Regions from separate parts of the Mus musculus genome. Here region 2 is linked to region 1. A link is a contact called in public HiChIP or PLAC-seq data. All regions are on one chromosome and are shown on one strand. Each heading gives the region's core, a stretch centred on a gene start, on an enhancer-like site or on the middle of the called end of the contact. The rest is flanking DNA. Distances are from core to core; before and after follow the strand shown. Region 1 has its middle 21 kb from the start of 7530416G11Rik. Region 2 overlaps Celsr1 (cadherin, EGF LAG seven-pass G-type receptor 1).

Region 1 (4,566 bases), core at 450-2,949:
GTGTCAGCGGGATAAAAAGCTCAGTGTGTGCCACATACAGTGTGTGTGTTCAATGGCGGTTGCACACTGGGCTGCTGTATGTTCTAGTGTCACTGAGATAAAGTCATCCCCATCAGGCATGTGTTTACACAATGGCATCGAAAGTCCATGTGCAGTGTCAGAGTGACAGAGCACCATCTATGCCAGTGGGGGAATGTCTGCTTCAGAGCTGACAGCCACCAGGCCTGATGGAAAGGTTCCCATTCAAACCACAGCAAGGTAATCTCAATTTTGCCCCACCAGGGACATGCACTCCCCTGACCCTGGCTCATTCCAAGAGGAGGAGGAGATCGGTCCTTTCCACCTGACCTTACTGCCCGGAGGCAGAGGACCCCTGAAGCCCTGGAGCCTAGAAAGGATGTTGGGGAGTTCAAGGATGCAGGGAGCTGTAGGTAGAGTCCCTCCAACTATAGTTTTCAAAAAATGATGTTGGCTATTTCTCATCGTTAGCATAAGTGTCTCATAAGATTTGCTGGAAGCCAGTGGCAGTGGTGTTAGTGCATGCCTTTAATCCCAGCACTGGGGAGATGCTGGGGTTCCATAGAGGAACCCTGTCTCAAAAAACAAACAAACAAACAAACAAACAAACAAAAAACAGACTTGCTAGAAAGACTGGAGCAGAAGACATTAAGAACAGGGGAAGGGGGCGGGGGAGAGAGGCTGGGGGTATTCTGAGACTCTGCACTTTCTTTTCAGTAAACCCAAAATTACTCTAAAGAGAAGTTGGAGGCTGGAGAGGTGGCTCGGTGGTTAAGAGCACTGACTGCTCTTCCAGAGGTCCTCGGTTCAATTCCCAGCAACCACATGGAGGCTCACAACCATCTGTAGTGGGATCCGATGCCCTCTTCTGGTATGGCAGGAGACAATGGCAATGTACTCATAAAAATAAAAATAAATGAGAGGAGAGAGAGAGAGAGAGATTGGTTTTAAAAAGTAAAAAAAAAAAAAAAAAAAAAAAAAAGCCTGAGATTGGTCCACACAGGGAAGCACCCGGTGAGCGACACTGACAGGCAGCAGCAGAGGGCAGATCTTTCTTGTCAGGGGTGTAGCCTCAAGGGATCAGTGGCCAGGACATGTACAGGCTTTGGGTGCCATTCCCCTTCTGGGTGGGTGGTAACACAGACGATACAGTTTTGAAGTCTCGTTGGGTTGTTCATTTCTGCTAGACTTCCCCTGTGGGTTCCATGTCGTTAGAAACCTCCAGAAAAAATAGGTTGGTGGAAGGAAACTGGAGATCTCCGACAGGAGAGGATGGCTCATCTTGTGCTCGCCGTGTCTGTGTATTTCTCAATGGAGAGGACTTTGTCCCCCACTGCTGAGGTCCGACTCTGGCCTCATTTACAAGCTGGGTCCTGAATCTGTCTGGGGGGAGGGGTCAGCAGCCCTCCAAGGATGGATCACAGTGTCTTTGGAAGGTTGCCTTCTGATTCAAGAAACACCCCCTCCACACAGTCTCAAGCCCTGCCCAGAAACCAGCGAGATGTAGTCCCTGCCATACACAAAGTTAATGGGCTCAGCCGCTAGGGGGGTCAGGGGCAGATACCTGAATCCTCCGTAAACACTTCTTCCGGGCAGCTTTGAGCTCCCCGGGGCATGCTCTAACCCTCCCTGATGGTGACAGGGCTGGGGCTGGGCCAGGCCAGGGCAGAGCCGGTGACATCATGAAAAGAGCTTTGCCAGTACTTTCCCGACCTCGGAAACCCCAGCATCCCGCTCCAGGAACTGGCCTGCGGCACCGGCTTTGGCTGGCTGCCCCAGGAGTGTGGCAGGGAGGCCCGGAGGCCCCCCTGCTGCAGAGTCTGCTCCTAAGGTCCCTTTCCTTCCAGGGCCTTCCAGGGATCCTGGGCCAGTGTGAGAACCAGCAGGGTCAGCTCCTCCACCCCACCCCTGCCCTCTCCTTTACTGCAAGAAAAATAAACAGCTGTCCTGCTTCTGAGACTGGAAACCCCACCACAGTGTGGCCTCTGCTGAGCCCAGCTGTGGGCTGACTCACAGCCTGCCCTGGGTGGGGGCAGCGCTCAGGGCCCAGAGCTGCCCCAGGAACCCCTCAGAGACCTTGGGCCAGGCCCATGCCTCTCTGAGCCCCACCAGCTTGCCTATGCCTGGCGGGCAGGAGGAAGTGTCCATTCCAGGACACCTGGGCTGAACCACACACATCTTGGATTCCCTCCAGCCAGCCCCTGACCGCGTCTCTCTCCAGTGGCATCCTGAGATCAATCCAAAGGCCAGCACTACACCTCTAACTGACTATGGTGTGGTCAGGAAGGAAAGCTGGAAGAAGAGCGTTGGTGTGGTTTGGGGTCTTCTGAAGGCCACAGCCAGGCCTCGCATGGGGCAGGAAAACAAATGACTGCTAACAAGGGTGGGAATGGGGCCAGAGGTCTTACGAGCCCTTGACCATCCACCATTAGGGTCATGCCCTCTATACCATCATTGCGCTAGTCACCAGTTCTTCTCCATCCTTTCTTCCTGTCTCCTTCCCTCTTCTCCACCTATATCCTTCAGTCTCTCCAGTTAGCAAGACGCAATGGCAGCTTGCAGCACCCAGTAACCATGAGGGAGGCAACTCTTGACCCTCAACTCAGTGTCAGCCAACCCATGTGCCTGCGGTGGGAGACAGGGGAGGGGCTTCTGTTCTGCCAGAAGACAGGGGTGACAGAGTGCCAGCCTAGGACTGTGTGCCTCCTTGGGACAATGCTGTTACTCCTGTCCTGGGAGGGGTGTGGAGTGTGGGGAGTGCCAGGGCTCCCCAGCCGATGGAGGGGCTGGAGGCTTAGCAGAGGGCCTGGTGGGGCAGGGGCCCAAGCAGAGGATGACCGAAGCCCCGCTGGGTTCCCACGCTGGACAGCAAGGCAGGTGTGGCCTTGGGGTCAGCGAACGGCAGGAGGCTCTGGAAAGCCCGGTGTCTGGCCTGGCGGGCAGGAACGTCAACCAATTAACCTGTAATCGCCCAGGGAGAAGCTAAGAGGATTTGCCTTTGTCCAGCTAATTATTCTGCACCAACACTTTCCCTTTCCTGGGAGCTCAAGCCCTCTGCAGAACTTTAATTAAAAAGAAGCCGCTTTCTCAATGACTCCCGGGGTGGAGCTGCCGGCCTCCATCCTTTGCTGATGGTCTGGGCACCTTCTCTGAGCTCCCCGCCCCCAGAAGACTCTTGCCTACCCCACTCCACCCCCAATGCTGTCAGGCCCTTCAGGTCCCCTCTAGCCTTCTAGTTCATCCTCGAATGGCTGTGTGCTCTGATGGGGGAAATGAGATCTGAAGGGACCCCATACTCCCTGACCACAGGATGACGGCTTCCTGGGCACCTCAGACCTTTAGGGGACAGGCAGGACCTTTGGGTTTAGATGTTGAGGTCTGTACGTGTTCCAGGACCTGAGCAGAGCCCATATGTCCTCACCTCCACCAGTCCTGAGTCCTGTTGAACACCCAGAAGATTGTTCCAGAGGGATGACATAGTTTGCCCCCTCGGAGCAAGGCTGTGCTGGGTTCCCAAGCCTCAAGATTTCTTGCAACCCTGGTGTTACCCCCAAAAAGATAGGCATAAGCACCCATCACTGCCCTAAGGAAAAGACAAGCCCAGTGTATAAGCCTGCCTTCTCTATGTCTCTAACAGCTTCTCTTTGGGTTGTCAGGACTCCAGGATTGCCAGGAGCGGCTGTGGCCCTCCCTTGGCCCCCCAAAGGCTGGAGACCTACACTAAACTGGACTTCTGGGGCTAAAGATGGGCCTTTTGTCCATCCCTGCAGGCTCTCCCTGAGATGAGCAGGAGACTTATTCAGTCCATCTGACTCAGGTTAACCAGCTGGTACCTGACATTCATGAACACCGTAGGCAAACGCTGCCTGTATACCTCCTGTGCATCATAAGGGTTGATTTGTGTGGAAGATAATCCCACTTACAGATGAAGAGGCAGAGAAAACTGGAAGGTCACCTTGGGCAAAAGACGGCCAGCCATTGAATGGTGTGTGTGTGTGTGTGTGTGTGTGTGTGTGTGTTTGATGGGTAGGTTAACAAGCTCGGATCCTGTGATTTTGAATGAGGCTTTGTTTGTTTAGTTTGGCTTGGTTTTTGTTTGTTTTTGTTTGTTTGTTGAGACAGAGCCTCTCACTTTGTAGACCTGGATAGCCTGAAACTCCCTAAATAGACCAGTCTGGCCTTGAACTTATGAAGATGTACCTACCTCTGCCTCCCAAGTGCTAGAATTAAAGGTATGTTCTACCATGCCCAGAATGAATATATATATATATATATATATATATATATATACATACACACACATACACATATACACACACATATTCATATATATATATATATATATATATATATATATACACACATATATATGTATGTACAGGTGCCATAGGGAGGGCCAGAGGGAAGTGTAGGAAATCTTGTTCTATTCCTCTCTGCTTCCTTCTTTTAAGACTACTGACCCTAGAGCTCGGAGGGTCACCAGCCTCACTGACGGCTCAGTTCCCCTTCCAGACAGCGCTGAGGTCCCAGACATGCACACATCACATC
Region 2 (4,698 bases), core at 408-2,907, 390 kb after region 1:
TGCGGTAGACATGCAAGTTCTCCACAAGGGTCCAGGCGAAGGTGCCCATGGAGACGTAGTGCAGGAGGATGGCGACCACTGTGCAGAGAAACTGGGTGGAGAGGAGCAGGCTTAGCAGGCAGCCCGAGGCCCTGGGACTCTGGAAGGGGCAGGCTGGCAAGCACTCGGTAAAACTGCCACAGGGGATCCAAGCCTGGGGTGGGGGGGTGATCCCTCCTCAGGCAGAGGCCAAATCGTAATAGGACTGAAGAGCGACCAAATCAGGCTGTTCTGCAATGGCAGGGTCTCTAGTGTCCCCAAAGGGCAGCAAAGCTCCTCTCTTCTGTCTAATTCAGCAGAAATGGCTGAGCATGACCTGGGGTCACTACCAAGAGTGCGGGTAATTCAGGAACAGGGGATGGGCAAAGCACTAGTTTTTTTTTGTTGTTGTTGTTTTTGTTTTTGTTTTGTTTTTTTTTTTTTGAGAATATTTTTGTGAGCTTGTTCTAATTTTTAAATATTTGATTTTTAATATTTATTATTATATCTAAGTACAGTGTAGCTGTCTTCAGACACGCCAGAAGGGGGCATCAGATCTCATTACGGATGGTTGTGAGCCACCATTTGGTTGCTGGGATTTGATCGCAAGACTTTCGCAAGAACAGTCAGTGCTCTTACCCGCTGAGCCATCTCCAGCCCCAGTTTGTTTTTGTTTGTTTGTTTTTAATGTATGTGTGTTCTGCTGCATGTATACCTGCAGGCCAGGAAGAGGGCATCAGATCCTCTTATAGAGGGTCATGAGCCACCATGTGGTTGCTGGGAATTGAACTCAGGACCTCTGGAAGAACACAGCCAATACTCTTAACTGTTGAGCCATCTCACCAGGCCCTACTTCAAGTTTTTATTTTAAAAACACTATGGAGTGGCATTTGCTCAGGCCAAAAGCTCCCGGGCTGAGACCTCAGCCTATGTTCCCAGAAATGCTAGCCAGTAGGTGCAGCCGGGGTTCTAGGGAGCACTTCTTCCAGGGGCCTCTCTGTCCAGTAGGAACAATGTCTTGATGTTTTCTGCGGGTCCAAGACCACAGAAGGAGGAGACTCTTCTACCCATCTGCCCTTAGCCAGACAGTGCTATGTGTCAGGCCAAAGGCCATGTGCTACAAATGAGAATGCGGCACGTGGGCTGAAGGACAGCACGCATCTCCTTGAGGAATGAGTCAGCAAGGAAGCCAGCTCTGCCTGCTGGTGTACAGAAGACCCAGCAGTGTCAGGAACAAGGTCATGGGAAAAAGGACAAGGGACAAGGGACACTGAGCTCCCAGAGTTTAGCCTAGGGAGGCATTCATATAAACCCAGCCTGAGATGTTCCACAATGAGACTTGAAGATGTAGCCCAAGGGCAGCTGCTCATGGGCCTTTTGGGAGTCAAGGCCTAGACAGAGCTTCCAGGCTAGCCCGCTGGAAGATAACGGTAGGTTTCCCAGCAGGAAGTTAAGCCAGGCAGGGTAGAAAATGAGAGGGGACAGAGAGGAAGGGGAAAACCTGGCCCTGTTCACACTGGCCACCTGGAAAAACCCAGGCCACACCCACAGCTTACCCACACCATTAACCACAGCTGCAACTGACCCCACCCACAACTAGGCAAAAGTCACCCTGGCCACAAGCACAATCTAACCCCACAGCTGGCCACATCCTCACCAAAGTCCACCCTTGACTGGCACACCCATGCATGGGGCCCACACTGGCAGCTGTAGTCCAATGTTCTGCCCTTGACCATAACCCTGTATCTTCCCAGAGGAAAGCACCGCCCCCCCCCCCACCTCACTCCCACAGATTCACAGACATAGGAGGAGAGCCATAAACTCAACCTCATCCTAGATGTGACTATGTTCAAATACCAGGTCACCGCACTCTGAGGAAAGGCAACAGAGCACAGGCTGGAGGGTACCCTGACAGAACCACCTGATGCCAGGTCAGCCTCCAAGGGTCACATGCTCTCCAGAGATAACACCCGGACAGTGCAAGGGACCTATGTGAGCACGCACACTTGTCACCTACACTGCAAAGCTGAAGACAGAAACAGGGCTACAGCTGGGGCATGCTCTCTGCTGGCATCTCAGAATGCCAGCTGTGAGGGGGCAAGCCTGAGCTGGATCCCCCCCCCCATCCCCATACGCCATTTCCGCAGTGGAAAGTGGGGCTGGCTCAGCTGGAGGAGGAGGAGGAGGAGGGTGGGAAGGCTGGCTGGCTGTTGCTTTAAATGATGAACAAATAAACCTCAAACAAAACAAAAAACCGCCATTTGAAAAAGGGCAGGAAATCAACCATAGGATCTGGCGGGGTTGTGTGGACACGCTTCTACACTAAACATACTCGCTTTTCCAGAACAGAACAAACACACACTAAATCATTTCAGCCTGTCAGGCTTCTGGGAGATAAACGGCCTCACCTGGAGATACGAATGGGAGTTTAGATAAAACTCAGAAAACCTGGGCACCGTGCCAAGCCCCTGCCACCACACACTGTCCTCCTGGGGTGCATTTGCCTGCTCTGTGCCCCCCTGGTGCCTGGAAAGCTCTCATGCCAGCAGGGGCCGAGTCAGAAGTGAGCCTTGGCCTCTCAGTGAGCTGCATGCCGTGCTTAGCAGCAGGGAGTGGCTCGAAGCTGTTGACTACTTTTCTCTATCCAGACCTTGAGAAGGCACACCTACAGGACCCCAAAATGAGTCTCAGCTTGCTGAGCCTTCGAACGGGCCTCCCATGTCCACGCCTGGGAGATGAATCCCATATCCATGCCCGCTCTGGGAGGAATAATATCTGGCCTTGGAGGGTGGCAAGGAGGTTTGGTCCTGGTTCATCGGATCCAACCCTGTGCTACTGTGACCCTACAGGAAAGCCACCAGGTTCATCAAGAGGACTGGGTCTAGGATGGCCCAGGAAGCCATGCCTAGGAGGTAGCAGGGTCTGCTCTTTTTTCCTGAGGGGTCTGATCACCCAGGAAGGTCTCTGAGCTGGCTGGGAAACTCCAGCTCTCGTCTTCTTCCCGCTTCTGTCCCAGAGCCTGACTTGGACCTCAAATCTCCATGCCCGGGTAGCTGTGTCCAGCTGCCACCTACTCGTCCCATTACCAGCAGTTGATTCTACCCTCCTCCACCTCACCCCAGCTCTTAAAAATCACCCCAGCCCTTCCCTGCTCCCTGCCCTAGTCCCTGTTCTGGTCCTCAACTACCAAGCCTGTGTTGGAGCACAGAGCTCTGACTGGTTGTCATAGTGCTTCTGGGCACAATACAACCTATACATAGACGTTGGTGCTTTGTGGAGTGACATGCCCAGTCCCCAGGCTACCAATGGATTATTTCACTACCTGCTCCCGTGTCCTTCCTGGACACTCCCCACTGGGTGGCCACAGGTAGTCTCACACAGCCCACTTCCCTGATCCAGCTTGCCACCAGCCAACAGATAGAGGGGTGGGAGGCATTCCTGAATCATGCATGGTCTTCGGTAGGTTGAACGTACAGTTGCGTTTTGACATCTAAGGCTCAAGATGCAGGGATGGCAAACACGTGGGATAAAAAGGATCACGCCCATCATTGCCCCTTCACACCTCTCTAAACAGTACAGCCAGCCCAGCAACCAGTCACACAGTGGCTGGCTCCCGTTGCTATCAAGCAACCCAGGATCACAGCAACATCTGCAGGAGGAAGTGTCGTGTACAGGCGCTCCCTCGTCTGACCCGTCTTCTGGGTTGGTATCCATGGGGCCGAGACAAGTACATAAATGGCAGAAACCACCACTGGGAAACCTGGTGAGGCGGAAGGATCAGCTGACCTGATTGACAGTGCTGTGTAGCATAGGACACTGCCTTAGACCAGTGGCTGCTGCGCATAGCAATGGTGTCTGGGTCACTACATGCACAAGTGAAGGTCTTCTGACCTTGTGTCTCTCTAGGCTGTCAGTCACTTAAGCCACAAGAGTGAAAAAGCACACACACAGAGTGTCCTGTGCAAGTCCAGGGCAGGTAACACACTTAGAATGGGAGGGTCACAGCCTTCACTTCTGGTGGTTAAAAGTCTACACGGGGCAGGAAGAGAAGGCTCAGCGGTTAAAGGCACCGACTACTCTTCCAGAGGTCCTGAGTTCAATTTCCAGCAACCACATAGTGGCTCACAACCATCTGTAATGGGATTCAATGCCCTCTTCTGCTGTGTATGATGGGAGTGACAATGTTCACACTTACATAAAATAAATATTTTTTAAAAAGTCTACATGCCAGAGGCCTCCTTGGGGTCTACAGGAAGGTGGCACCAAGGGGCCAAGTACCCTCCAACTCTACCTCCTCCACCCGAGTGGCCCGGCCGGTAACTCCATTTGCCAAGATCATCCTTCCGTTCACATCTACCCCTCAGCTCCAGGGGTGAATGGGTGGACACTGTACGTGAGCTTCTGGCGCAGTCACCCTCCCTCTCCAAACCCTCAACAAGTGGGCTGGACTTTACATATTTTGAAATTCATAACGTGAATACATAACTTGTAAATATGGAAAAATGGGGATGGGGCACAGCTGGTTATAGCTGGGGCCACCCGAAGTCACAACCCTATTGTGTCCCATGATTTTGCTGCCATTAGGGATCTTGCCACCATCAGCAGCACCATGGACTCGTGCTGCCTCCTGGACACCAGTGCATTCCAGAGCCTCTGTCACCAGGAGGACAAACACCACAG

What was found. HiChIP or PLAC-seq counts read pairs in DNA pulled down with a chosen protein or histone mark.
Region 2: a FOXA1 HiChIP or PLAC-seq map of pancreatic cancer cells shows a contact between it and region 1. The contact joins two enhancer-like sites. A contact is called at or near these places in 1 of 115 datasets of contacts at active chromatin or transcription factors (pancreatic cancer cells) and 1 of 9 other capture datasets (pancreatic islet).

What each region holds. Positions count from the first base shown.
Region 1 is chr15:85,521,857-85,526,422 of GRCm38.p6, forward strand. No RefSeq gene overlaps it. Among named protein-coding and RNA genes, the nearest start is that of 7530416G11Rik, 21 kb to the left of the region's middle. Within about 2 kb of position 1,700, at least 113 of the 459 cell types and tissues checked have an H3K27ac peak or open chromatin away from gene starts, as enhancers often do. A contact at or near this core is called in pancreatic cancer cells, where this site is marked.
Region 2 is chr15:85,907,679-85,912,376 of GRCm38.p6, forward strand. It overlaps Celsr1 (cadherin, EGF LAG seven-pass G-type receptor 1), which reads right to left. Exons shown (of 35, transcript NM_009886.2): 25 at 1-91. Among named protein-coding and RNA genes, the nearest start is that of Trmu, 31 kb to the left of the region's middle. Within about 2 kb of position 1,658, at least 53 of the 459 cell types and tissues checked have an H3K27ac peak or open chromatin away from gene starts, as enhancers often do. A contact at or near this core is called in pancreatic cancer cells, where this site is marked.